2 separate regions of the Hermetia illucens genome follow, and region 2 is linked to region 1. The links are chromatin contacts, called in public Hi-C maps. All regions are on one chromosome and are shown on one strand. Each heading gives the region's core, a stretch centred on a gene start, on an enhancer-like site or on the middle of the called end of the contact. The rest is flanking DNA. Distances are from core to core; before and after follow the strand shown. Region 1 holds the start of LOC119655578. Region 2 holds the start of LOC119656158 (protein disconnected).

The links. Hi-C and Micro-C count contacts between places; a contact is called where the count stands out from the background.
Region 2: a contact with region 1 is called in a Hi-C map of whole body, with 10 times the contacts expected there. The contact joins the promoter of LOC119656158 here to the promoter of LOC119655578 in region 1. A contact is called at or near these places in 2 of 2 Hi-C or Micro-C datasets (an unstated tissue and whole body).

Annotation. Positions count from the first base shown.
Region 1 is chr4:24,794,507-24,801,394 of iHerIll2.2.curated.20191125, forward strand. LOC119655578 reads right to left here and starts at 4,124. Exons shown (of 2, transcript XM_038061511.1): 1 at 2,182-4,124.
Region 2 is chr4:25,236,985-25,243,872 of iHerIll2.2.curated.20191125, forward strand. It overlaps LOC119656158 (protein disconnected), which reads right to left and starts at 3,242. Exons shown (of 2, transcript XM_038062495.1): 1 at 2,568-3,242.

The sequences.
Region 1 (6,888 bases), core at 2,874-5,373:
CTCAAGGAACTCTGCCTGCGATAGGGGTGGAACCACAACCACCATGATGCTCCCACAAGGGGGGCAACCGCAAATAACTGGAGTCCCTTCACATGAGTCCCTTGTAGACTCGGGTCTGATCGTCCTCCTCGAATATGTGGGCACGGCACTCCTTTGGAGTGGAATCAGCCCGGAGCGGAAAACCGTAACAAACCTTTCCGCCAATCAACTGCCGCGCTTAGGCAGAAGAAACTTCCATTAACTTATTACTATACAGCAAATTATGTTTGATGAGTGCGGTGGACTCTCAGTGTCACTTTGTCGATTTCGAATTCCAACTCGTCATGGATGTTTTTGGCTTATGGTTGACCGAGCTGTATATTTTGAGTTTAAATGAATATGAATGATTACGGGGATGGCATTCCTTTACCTGGAGCGTTTCTCTGCGCTTGAAAATCTAGAGGCCAGTATGTTGGACGGTGGTCTAAGACATTGCAGGTGACAAATATGGAGTACTGCGAAAGAAGATCCAGTCTAGATGTAAACACGATATTAGAGCAATTTATAATTCTGGTTTTTCCACTTGCTCTCTTGTCTTAACTTATCATATTGGTCCTTTTGGTACCTAGTCCTATGTTCCTATGACCAACAGTATCTCTCATTAGAATAGTGGTGCTTTTTTTCTAATGTTTTATCAGCACCAGCCAGCAAGACCAGACGTTACAAACAAACCCCAATTTCTCTGGTAGTATTCATTCTTCTGATTCTTCAGGGGTTACAGTTTACCGTCGGTATGGATCTATTGATTTTTTTTCTTGTTATCCGTATCGACAACTTATGTCTTACACGCGATATACATATTAGCTAATGAAAGATTGGATTAGAGCAGGGCCTTATAGGAGAAATCCGAAAATTATGTGGGAAAACTGGGTCCAGGGTGTTCATTTTTCGGAATCCTCCTGCTTTTCCTATTCTGTGCCCTCGAAGACACTACAGACCCAGGGCGAATCCCTTTTCAACCCCCCTCTCGTTAGTCTTGGGTTAGATTAATTTGGACAATGAATAAATTCTGCTCCTTGTGGAGCAGACCAAAGACGGTCATTCGAACGTACTAATAAAAGTGCCCTTAGGTAGGGCAAGTAGTTCATGATATTTATCTCGCATTATCAAATTAAGTTGGGGTATCCACAGAGGAAGATCAATATGGGGAGAGGAACTTGTATAAAGTGTTCACACAGAAAGATAGTTAGAGTGTCCACACAGGAGGTCATTAAGGTATTCACACCGGAACATCGTAATTTATATGCCACTCATTTTACACATTCATTTCACACAAGAAGATTGTAATTTCGTATATTATTATTTTGGTAAATCAGTTTGACACGTCCTGAACGATTCTGGGGAATTTTTCTGAATTATTATGGAGGATGTGGCTTGCAAGCGTTTAAGCCTGGAGCGGGAAGGGACGCATAATTGCAACCGCAAATAAATTCCCTAAAATATTCCTTCTATATCCATGGGAGCGAACTATGGAGGGTTGCAGCGGTAAGAACTCTAGTTGTCAATTGACCAATATGACTTCAATTCAGTCTACCTAACGATGCCCGATAATCAATTAAGGGACTAAAAATTTGGAGCTTTCGGAGGTATTCACAATTCAGATTGTCTTCTTGGGTTGGTTCTAATTAGATAGCATGGCCAACTACTAAAATATATCTTCCTGAGAACAAAAGGTAATCCTACTGCAATGAAAAATGATCGTATTTTAGTATTCTTTCTTCTCAGAGGGTCACAGATTGGTTTTAAAATATGGCGGTCAGAAATAGGAAAAGAAATTTGGCCGAATGTGTTTTCTAAGGAATATTTCTCTAATTTCTTTAAGACTTCTAAATCTAAGCTACATGGGAAAGGCTTTATATATAATACATTTTTTTTGTGAAGAAATGGAGCATTGTATAATTTGAGGCTTTTCAAAGAGACTTTCGCGGTTTGTGAATAACTCGCCCTAGGTTTGACCAAGCCTAGGAGTTACCGCAAGTTACCAGGGATGATTTTTTAAAAATCTTTTCTACACATAACTGACTCTATGGATGTAATGCAAGGGCCTGATAAAAAGTTATTTGATATGCCACTGTTTAAAAGGATTGCGGATACAAAATATATCCGTTCCTTCCGTATTGTTAATCAAAAATTGAATCTTACCTTTCTCGCAATAAATCCCTCAGTTTTATCTCGTTGTATCCTTTTATCATTCGCTTATCTTAGGACCACTTTCACTGAGCATTTCTTAATCATTTTTCAAGATCATCAATTCGTTTTCAAAGATAATTTCAATTTTCATTAGAATTTAACATTCATTTCCGTAACATTTTCAATGGGAAAAAAATTGTCATACAAATTCGCCCACATTGTGCGCACATTTCGTAAAGCCACGAACATACCAATTCGCACAAACAACGCGACAAAAACCATAAACTCTGTTATCCTTTTCAAATCCTCATCTAATTTGAATGTGCGAAGGAAACACCAGAACATCCTTTCCGTGATTGCTTTGTTGTTTTTCCGTTGCCGAAATTTTCACCCGAGCGGCAGTAATAATTTCATTTGGCGCGGCTCGAACAGAAAGACAAAAAAAAAAACGCACACAAAACACCCGAAATCCTTGCACTAATTGCTCGTCGTTGAGTGGAATCGGGTCAATCCGGTCGCGGCGCGACATAAAAAAATTGTTGACCGCAACTCCTGAATGTGTACTACACGTTGTCCGGGATGTCTCTTCCTGCGACCAGGTCTCGCGTTTAATGTTCTCGTCCTTGGTACTCTACGCGACAGGCATAAAGCAAACTCACACCGCCCAGGTGTAAAGATCTGGTCAGAGCGTCGAGATGGTCGGGTGATCCTTTGAATATTTCAGGCTGGAGGGACGAGCGAAAAAAAGACCAAGAGTAGTAAAAAATGAGGCTGCAATCTCGGTATCAATTTCGACGAATGGCTGCTACTGCGACCGGATGCCTGGCTGTGTGTCTTTGGGTGCTTTACTGAGTCGCACGGAGCTGGGAGCGTCTCTCGACCAATGACACTTCGCGACAGAATGGGAACCGGATCAAGGCGTTGTGCGGCAGGCCCGAATCCGAGCTGGACAACGATGGGAACGGGCGACGATGCAACAGGGAGGCGGTAGCAGCGACAAAAAGGCGACCAAGACGACAACAACGGGACGAAGAAGAAGACAACAGCAATGCCGGGATATGGCGACAGCAATACAGTGACACCGCACAGTGGCAGTCTCCTGTTTCGTCCTCGTCCTCGACCGGCAGCGGGAGGGGCTGATGCACCGTCGTCGGAGGATGTCACCCGAACTTAGGGGCACGGATCATCAGGAGGCGGATGCGACATGTTGCATGTTGAAATCGACGATGAATTATAGTCAACTGTGAACGCTCGCACAAATGGGATCAGGAGTTCTTTACAAGTGACAGTAGGGGGACACTACAGGAAAAAAAATCAGTTGCCGAGGATTGTCTGCAATTTGGTTGGCTGGTGACAAAAACGATAATGTCGTCCGACTCTCCTAACAAATGGCGGACTGACGCGGCAAGAACGCGGGACAAGTCCACAAGGCGGACGCAACGATTGAACTGCGTTCAAAACGCAAACGGCAGCGCAATTCGGCGACCACCAAAAGCAAGTGTGACGCGGACGTGAATGGGAACGACAGCGGCCAAAGCGACGGCGACGACAACGACAACGCGCGCGAAGAGAGCCAAAAGCCAACACAAAGTCAGTCCGCGTTAGCGTCAGGTGTCGCCCGTCCAGCGTTGAGCGTTCAGCCACCGAACCGCATCCAGGAGACTAAAGCGCCACAGCCAAAAACAACTAGCGCAACAACAAAACACAATACAACACAATAACAACGGCACCGTCAGCCGCGCCAGCAACAACAACGGGGGCCAAAAAGAACACGAGAAGCGGCAGTCGCGTCCGTCTAATGCCGGAGCAGTAACGTTCGGCTCCGCATTACGACAACGCGAACGGCATCGGTGACGAAACAGCGTCACTCGCTTGCGACTTCCTCTCGACTCTTTTGACTCGACCGCCGGACTTAGCGGCCCCAACAAACACATGCAAATGGGCGTATGCGAGCGAAGTATACATGGGCGGCCGAGGGGTTCAGGCCCCGCCGCATCGCGCGCCCCGAACGACACTCGCAGTCGCTCGGCTCATCCACGACGACGGTCCCCAAAAGCGAGCTCCACAATGTTGTCTCCAACCTCAGAGACAAACGAGCGCGACCAACAAAGCAACGACATATCGCACACAGCTACGCATTCGCCTTTGACACCAACACACGGACCCATCAGCTCCACAATCTCATGTACCCTCCCACCCCGGTCCCGCCTTGCTCGAAGTAACAGCAGCAAACAGTTCACATACTACCGAGCGAAACTTGGTAAATAAATCAGTCAACAAAGAGAGAACTTCTCAAAGAGAGCATTGATCGGTAATGCAGGCTCACACTTGAAAACACGTTACTCGCCGAAACCCTCCATCGACCTTTCTTCCCATCAATGCATTTGTCCTTTGTCACACTCAGGGATTCATGTTGCGGGACCATTGCTCGGTAGACGAGCGGAGAAGACACACCATGGAAAACCCAGGCGATATCAACCCTACGGAGGGGTAGCTCCCAAGTAGTACGCACACATTCTCGAGCCTCACCAGCCCAACCAAACAAGTGCCTCGGGTCGAAGTCTCTCTTCCTCCCCACCCCGCCGCCGAACACTTGTGACGGTGACAAATCTGGCCTACTGCTTCCACTCCAAGGACACGAGTCCAAGAGTCACTGACTGTGGGAACGACAGGCGGGATTACACCCCACCTCTGGGTATCGCGACAATGTGTGCGCCGGATAAGCGACACACGAACGCGACAGAGACGGAAGAAATATGGGCAGAAGTACGTGAGCGACTCGAATGCGACATCAGCGAATGAACGAGCGAGTTGGGAGGCGAGTGTTAGTGTGTCGCATTGACTGTTTGTGTATTTGCCGATTGTGGGACGTCACCGGAGTACGTGAATGGAGACAGAGTCGCGAGTCAGGCTCATTTCAGAGGACATGCGACTTGTTTCTGTCCCTGTTCTCACTGCGGATTGTTTTTTTGTGTGCTGGTGTGACGCTCGGACGGATGGCATGGAGGCGCATAGAGCACATGTAAACAGGCGACGCAAAAGAGATGACAAACAATTTATAATCCCCACCACCTTTGTCGCGCGGAGGGTGTTAATGAAATTGAGAATGTTCCTGGATAAGGGAGAATAAATCGTGGGAGGACATCGTGTGGAAATCACGTATGGGAAAATAAAGGCGACATTTTCTTATATACAAAGCGTGTATATGCAACATCGTTGTCCCGCAAAGAAATTGGACCATTTTCCAGTAAATTTATGTACGCGAAAGAGTTTAGATAAATTCGACTTTTTCCCAAACTCAGCTTCAAAAGGATTTTGATATGACTTAGTTGTTTTGTAAGCGAAGATTTCTGCACTCGGATTTGAATTAAACATTTTTGAATGCAACAAACTTTTTTGGTATAGTTTTGACTCACATTGGGCGCCGAAATGATTAAGTTGTTGAACTGCCTGGCGGCTTGGATTGGTTGAACCTGGAACGGATTTTCAGGGAAATTTAGGAAAACGGAAGGATGAGCAATAGTTATGAAGATGATGAACTTCTTAATTTACGGAAAAGCTCGCATTGAACACTAGTTCCGAAGCGAAAGCATAGCCGAATGGGGCGGCTTTAATTTTGATTTTCATTGGGTTAACGCCTTTAATCTCTCTTGTCTGGCTTTTTCGGTGCATTTTGACTAGTTTATTGTAAGTTTTAAGTTTAAAATCATTTTTAAAGGAAAGCCACCGATAAATCTCTGGAATTTGTGAGTAAACTATGGAAAGGTTCATTCATAAACTATTCAATCAGCTCTGTAAGGTGAAATAGTTAATCCTGACTGTGGAGAAATACTGTGGTTCTGGGTGTTGCGTAAATGGGGCTTGGAAAAATGTATATTGAAGAAAAAGGAAATCAGCGGAAAACTGATTGTAGACACTAAAAGGACACAAAATGGAGTTGATGTAGATATAGAAAAGCGTAACTACGAGCATGGTGGCCTGAAAGAGAAAAAGAGCATCAAACTCCGATACAGATTGGGATCGGGAAAGTTAAAAAACTGGCGAAAAATGGAGTAATCTTTCGCAAAAATTTAAAGACCGAGATAGTGGGAAAACTAAGCAGAATTTTTTAGGAAAGGGTGAAATAGCTAATCGGTATATAAATTGGGAGATCGAAATGTTGGGAAAAGTGTCGACAAATAGAAAACCTTTTGATAACCTGATGATGAACCTCGATATCTTTATGCGGGGTTGGAGCACAAGGAGCTACATTTATGATCACTAATTCAGAGCGAAAATGACACTGCAAAACGCTGTATGAAAGTTGGGAAAATAGGCGCAAATGACCTTTGGAAAAGGTCTATTTATTGTGAAATTAAGTGTGGATCCACGAATTGCAAAGTCCTCCCTTAAATCTGAATAAACTATCTTAAATTAAAAATTTCTATGTAGGATTCAGATGAGGACGGTGCATTTCTTGCTGCCCCGGGTTCAAATCTTGGTTCCTTGAAATAATAATGAAACCAAATCACAGACTTGTTGAAAATCCAATAGGCAGCAAACAAAATAACATTACCAGCAACATGCGGATGCTCTGTTCTGGAGCTGGAATGAACAGGAGACATATTTAATATATATACAAAATGAGTAACGGATTTCAAATGTAACTTTGATGGCAGGAGTTAGGTCGTTTTCATTATCAAAAAGATATCAAAAGGAAATAGGACAAAAAAGATATAT
Region 2 (6,888 bases), core at 1,992-4,491, 440 kb after region 1:
AAATGTAAATCATGTTAGTGGATCTAGGGTTACTGGAGGAAAGTTTCTGAAACTCTAAGCCTCGTCACTATTATATTACTCATTTTGGTATAGGGTACTTCAACTTAAGGAAAGCTTTGGAGCACTTAAATGGGGGTTGGTGTCAATCCTAACGATAATTCAAAGAAAACTTCGAAAATTTCTGTCAGATTGGATCAGCAAGAGTCAAAAACGGTCACCGCTATCATTAGATGCTTCAGGGTTACCACAAGACGTCAAAGCCACTTTGAGCCCTAAAGAGGACAACATAGCAAACGTAAGAAACCGAGTTGAATTTGTTCCAATAATCCAATAAAGGACAGATCACTTCCTGAGAATATTGAAAAAGAACTTGTCCAACACATATTTTAGTGAACTAGATGAAAAGACTCTAGGAACCACGATTAGGGAATGTTCGCTGTATGACTTTTCAGTTGACGATAAAAGTAATTTAAAGCGCCATTTCAGACAGACTAAATAAATCACTGAAAACATTGATGAGTAATTCTCTAAGTAGACATTCTTCATTGTCTATCAGAACAACTCAAGCTGCATCTATCGGTCAAGTAATGGGGTTCACTTAGGGAATTCTTAAATTATTGTTTAATATTTTTGGGTCGCAACTTAATAAAATAAACAATGCTCCTAGTCAGCTCTTTATTGTTGATGAAATAGGAATTAACAAAAGTCAACGTAAACATTCCAATATTTAAGGCGTGAGAAACAAAAATAGGATCAAATCCCACAGGTCATTCGGGGGAGAGGGACTTGTTGCAGTGGTAACCTATATGAGTGGTACTAAGGGGCTTACCTCCCGGCCCTTCTTCTTCGCTAGAAAAAAAATTCTACTGAGTGTAGCATTCATGCCTCCTATCGAAATGTAGGGAATTACAGATCGGCAATTTGGAATGTTATTTGTAGAACCGTCTAAGAAAGCTGTAACTTTGAAAACGGTAATCGCCCTTTAAAAAAAGGAAACTATTTTTCCTTCCAATAGAAACACCTTCAAATCCATATTTTTCAAATATTCAAGGAGTTATTCCAAAAACCCTAGAAGATCCCAGCTTTGCTCCAGATTATCAAACAGAAATCCCACACCCCGACTCTATTCTTGTCATGGAACCTGAGAGCTATTCACCTTCTGTTAGGTCAGAGTTCATGTCTTCATTCCGCATAAGCCGGTATCTCCGTGTCACTCTACAGGGAAAAGACGGCATTTGCCTGAGCTCAGCTCAGCGAATTTGATTAAAACTTAGCGATACAGATAAAGGCAAGGAAGGGAGGAAATGAAAAGCAAAATTCAAGTCGTCTTATTGGAAGATGAAATTTTGGACCCCACATGGACATTTCCGCAAGACATTCGAGGTAGTCTCACCCTACACATGTCCTTCCAAATGGAATTCCTTGAATCGACAGGTTCAACACCAGCCCTTAATCACTACCAGACATCAGATTTAAAAGCAAATGTCAGTTCGAAATATAATAAAGTTTTTATAAAAAGATATAAAGGCGAAAATTAAAAATTCCAATAGATGGAACCAAGCGTGATGCAAGGGGGGCCGAAAGGACTTTCAAACCCACGGAAATTTCATTGAAAAAAGGACCCATATAATTTTCATCCCGTGCCCAATTTTTCACATAGTTTCCACATCGGGACCGGATTTTTTTTCTACGACCCTATGCAGGACAAACATACAACAAATGAAACGAAATGTTACCCCAGTAGTTTCCGTCGAGCAGCAGTGCAAATATTTTCTCTATTCTACACTTGAGTTTTCTAATTGTCGAGACTATCTTGTCCAAGTAGTTTAAGGGCAAAATTCGAAAGAGAAAAAACTAAAAAAGATACCGAGTTGTGCCTTAATTTTGAAATCAACCTTGAATTTGGATATTAATCCTGCGTTTTTAATTAAATCCTCGAATTTGGATGTTTCTAAAGCTGACACGGTGATCGCCGATTATTTTTCAATAAAATTTATAAAAAGCGGAAATTATTTCCAATGTGGGTGCTTCCTTTCTACTTGTTTTTAACAATTCACTTCCCAATACTCTAAAATAAGAAAAAAGGGGATCTATCTTTCCCAAAAATTAATTATCTTTATGTACACATTTTTTCAGTTTTTATGCTCCTTTTCAAAATTAAAATCCGAATATTATACTCAACAGAATGTTAAGCCCCTTTCTCGCATTTTTTGAGGAGCAAAATAGGAAGCAAAGTTATTGGAGGTTGAATCCCTTAAAGCTCTGAAATATTTACAATTATTGCATCGTTTACAAAGGACGAATTGGTAATCAAAAAGTATTTCTTCTTTTTTGGGCTTTTTATCCAGAAATTAGGTTCATTTATTTTATTTTCCACTTTTCTCTTCTGTTAGGACTCAAAAAGATGCTGGCCAAATTAACCCCAAATTGGGCTAAGACTATTTAACATTTAAAAATTCAAAACATGAATAAGATATACTCTCGCAAGCAACTAGGTCACACTTTCCCACAATCACACCTTTTAAACACTTGAAAAAGATAAAAACAAAACAAAATCAGATACATACCTTCGTAGTGCAAAATTCACCCACGTTGTGCGCCGAATTTAAATTTTCACTTCTGCAATGTTTATCGTCAGAAACAGATTCACTATCGTCACGAACGCATAGAAATCATTTGTCTTAATATCTTTAGTAACTTTTTCTAATTTATTTATTATTTTTTTTAAATCAAATCACATTTAAATATTTTTTTCCAAAAAATCCACTCATTTCGGACCAATATTTGTTCATAAAGTCCCACTTTTTTTAAACAGTTTTTCACCACAAACGATTTATTTTTAAACGAAAACGGTTTAGTATTTGTCAAATTAAGATAAATTTATGTAATTACGATTATCAGTATCTTCAAAAATTCTGACACAATATTCAAAAATGTTACACCAATAGTAATATAGTACGATATTCAAAAACGATAGATACAGTCCAACGCTACAGATATAAGATACACTTGAAACGCACCAAACGACAAGTACGAGACAACTGCCCATGTCACCGCATGGGTCGACGAATTACCGTCCCCAGATCTGGTCAAAAACTCGTTGTCATATTCTTGTCACCAATACACTACACCAACAACAAAAGAACCAACACTACTAACTAATAACAAACGCGTATAGAAAACCCATACACCTGAAATGAACTAATCCGTGAGGAGAGCAAGCGCAAATCCAATTCAGGTTTTTTCATTTCGGTCACCTTACCGTCATCGTGTCAGCCAAAATGTCACCAATACAATTTGAAGTAAATAGGACCCGGTTTTCGGTATGTGATTCCATGTTGTAGAAAGAGTGAGACTCAAACCAGATTTCACAGGGTAATAGCGACAGTCAGAGAAGTTGAGAGAAGGCGGTAGGTAAGGTAGTTCGCCCAGAGCTACAGTCGCTGGTTTCGGAGGGGAAACCAAGTTTCATGCTCTTAAACTCTGGTCTCACCATTTGTACTCAGATAAAAGCATAGTCAAAGTGTTGGTGAACTGATGAATACATTCGTATCTCTGAGTTAGGAAGAGCCTCAGAGCCTCTTCTGTAGCGCTGTATCTTCCTAACGATATGATAAAAGTATCTCAGTATTTGTGCGTCTCAGCCACCCTCAATATAGAGTACTTCGAAAGCACATCAACTACCACCACTCTACAACGACATCAACCCAACGACAAATCGTGGGACGACACTTTTCTGTTGTTGGTGACATGTGCGACTTATGACCAACTGGGAATTGGCTAAAATGCGTCACATTGATTCGAAATCATTGAACCAATACATTGAAACTGTATACATAGAATGAGCTTGGATTGAATAAGAGCGAAGGAAACAGATTCACTGAAATGTCGTCTTTGTCGCACTGAATATAATTCTCCAATCAAATGCGACATTGGGTGCCGGGAGGATGGGAATTTCGGTGACAGTGTCCCGGAGATAGCAATTGAGGGAAGGACTACGGGGACGGCAACAGGACAAGGACATCTGGGACCTAGGTGTGACAAAGGAAACACTGCATTATATTATGTACATGCTTGGTTTTCCTTGGCACTGGATACATAGGAAGTATTTAGATAGAATGTTAGGTAAGGGTGGGCGATGAAAATTCTAAGCCAATAGTGTGAAGGGAGACAAGAATGAGTGACAGAACGCTGGATATTTTGGGATCGAATGATTTGATACACATAAGATAGATATCGTATTATAGGCTAACTGCTTTGATGAGTGTCAATTTATCTAAAATATCCAGACAACTCTTATCTAGATTATACAGAAAAGGTTGTGTGTGATTGATCGAAATCAGTATCAAATTAGCTTAGTATGTCCTAGAGTTTGTCTCTCAGTTTTAGTTCTATTTGAACTACTTTCTTTGAAAAGAAAACCATTTAAACAGACAAAAACAAAGCAGAGTTCTCCTTGAACGTAGGCTAAATATTTACCCCGAACAAAAGGAAGTATCCCCAAGCCATAAAGCGCTACAAAAGCAAGAATCATCCAATAACTAACCCCCAAAATCAAGCGGCCTCGCCAGGCACAGTTGATGGCCAATCGATACTAATTGGTTTGCGTGAACCTTAAAGTACGCTCGCAAAGGATGATGCATGGACGATCCAGCCAACAAACACTCAGTCATCCATTCAACCATGCTCCACTGCTTGAATCTTAAAGAGCTCCCTTGTTCTTAGCCTTTCTCCTCATCATACGTTGGTTCGTTTAATCTTCGACTTCGCTTTCTCTTCACCCCTTCCTGATTTCTATCCGGGGGCCGGTCGAGGCAATCGTTAATCAACGGCGCAAAAAGGGATACGATACGACGCGTCGTCGATAAGCAGGAGTTTTAGCACAATTTTCACGGAAAAGGATATGCCACGAAAGATCTAATGATGGATGACCCAGTTTTTCGGGACAAGATGAGAGTCCATCGGCTTTAATTTTTTTCTTTGCTAGAAGTTAAATAACTTGGATAGTGGCTAGTTTTCATTGGAGGGGATGTAAAGCAAATGAGGTGCAAGTAAAGGTAAGAGTACCGATTTCTAGGGAAATGTGAAAGCGAAAAGTTTATGGGATGAAAATCTGAAAGCCAAATGCGGTTTGTAGTTGAATAACTGCACAAAGTTTCAGGCTATGAAAATTTTCAATTATTTTAGTAAACCGAATTCATACAAGCGCAATGAACTATGATTTTGAGATTGAAAAAAAATGTTTTCTGGGGATTATACTATTTAGCTTTGGTATGTATAAAAAGGGTGTTCTCTCGGGGCTTAGGTATTAATTTTAATCAAAATTTGAGAGCCCTTTTAATCTGGGATGTCTTTATACAGTTTAGAGATTACCTATCTATCTATCTAATATATCTATCTAATTTAAGAAAATTTAGTTTAAAGACTCCACAGGAGCACCAATAAAGCTTTCTCCTGCTTGAGAAGCAAAGGAACTTTGAGTCAAATATTATTGGAGGCATGATCTCCGCTCTTCGTTGATTTCGAGAAAACTTTTGACAGCGTCAAAGGGAGTGTATCTGGAATACTCTATGCAATAGGGGAATTCTGGAGATGCTAAAAGCCTACCGACCTGTTATTGCACAAAAGCATTCTCCCTTGCACCTTGGCCAAATAGCTCTGGGTGTAGAAAGACAGGCAACCAGAGACGGGCTAAAGATAAACACCGTCAAAATCAAGGATCTCAGTCTAACTGGTCGTAGCATTTTTCCTATCGGTACTAACGGCCAGAACGTCGAGGGCGTGAATCAATTTGTTTATCTTGGTAGCGTCGATTCTGCCGACGGCAGCATCGACTTTGATATCATCCGGCGCAGTAACAGCGTTAGATTAACCTTTGTTGTTTTCTCTAAAATTTGGCAGAGCTGATATCTCAATAGAAACATGAAATTGAGTTTCGTTCGCGTCAATGTTTTCTCAGTGCTGTTAAATGGGAGTAGCATAAGGACAGTGACCAACCATGTTACTCACAAGCTCCAAGCTTTCATAAACACGTATCATCGGTGTACTTTAGCTTGAGAAGATCTCGAATGATGGCCGAAATCAGTGTACGGACCAGTTGCCGTTGATTAAAGGGCGGAAGTGGAAGTGGATAGGTCAAACTTTAAAAATGAGCGGCGAATGCTTTGTTGGTTGTGCCATGCAGTGGAACCTACTTTCCCATCATCGAGTTGCTCGTCCTAGAATCTAATAGCGCAGAACAGTAAAACAAGAGTGTAGGGTTTTCGAGAAGACTTGGAGCGAGGTAAAGCACACTTCGAAGAATTGAAAACGGTAAACGCAGGCGTGGTGAACGTGCTATGCTACATTTAGGAGATATTGGTCACGATGCATAATGATCTCTAAATTATTCTAAATATATAGAATATTCCTTGGAAATTGGCTCGTCCAAAATATGCAGGCTGTGATTGGAGCACGCGTTCCATAAATGACGCGTCGATCGACAACCTCGCTCTTTAGAAATACCGGGGCCAGTGTGTGAGTGAGTGACCTTGGCCTCTTTTATCTTCGTCTGACTGTCGTAAGGGTCAAACGTTTTTTTGAAGTGGCGATAAAAGTTATCCGAAACATTAGGAAAAACGTAGATCGTCATTATCAGGAGAGCCTGAATAGCCTGAATTTACGCCATCAATCTGCCGTTTGAAGCACAGACATCATTAGTGCACCTTCAGCGTATACCTGCCCGAAATGAGTTGGCTCTCGAGCAGCCCCAATGGCTGCAAAACGAGCAACGATTCCAGCTAGGGCAGGAAACATCTAGTAAATGACGTCTTAGGGAATGGCAGTAGCAGCGCTATCCAACTAAGATTATGACTCCAACGAAACCGAACAGACTCGACCACTGCAGCA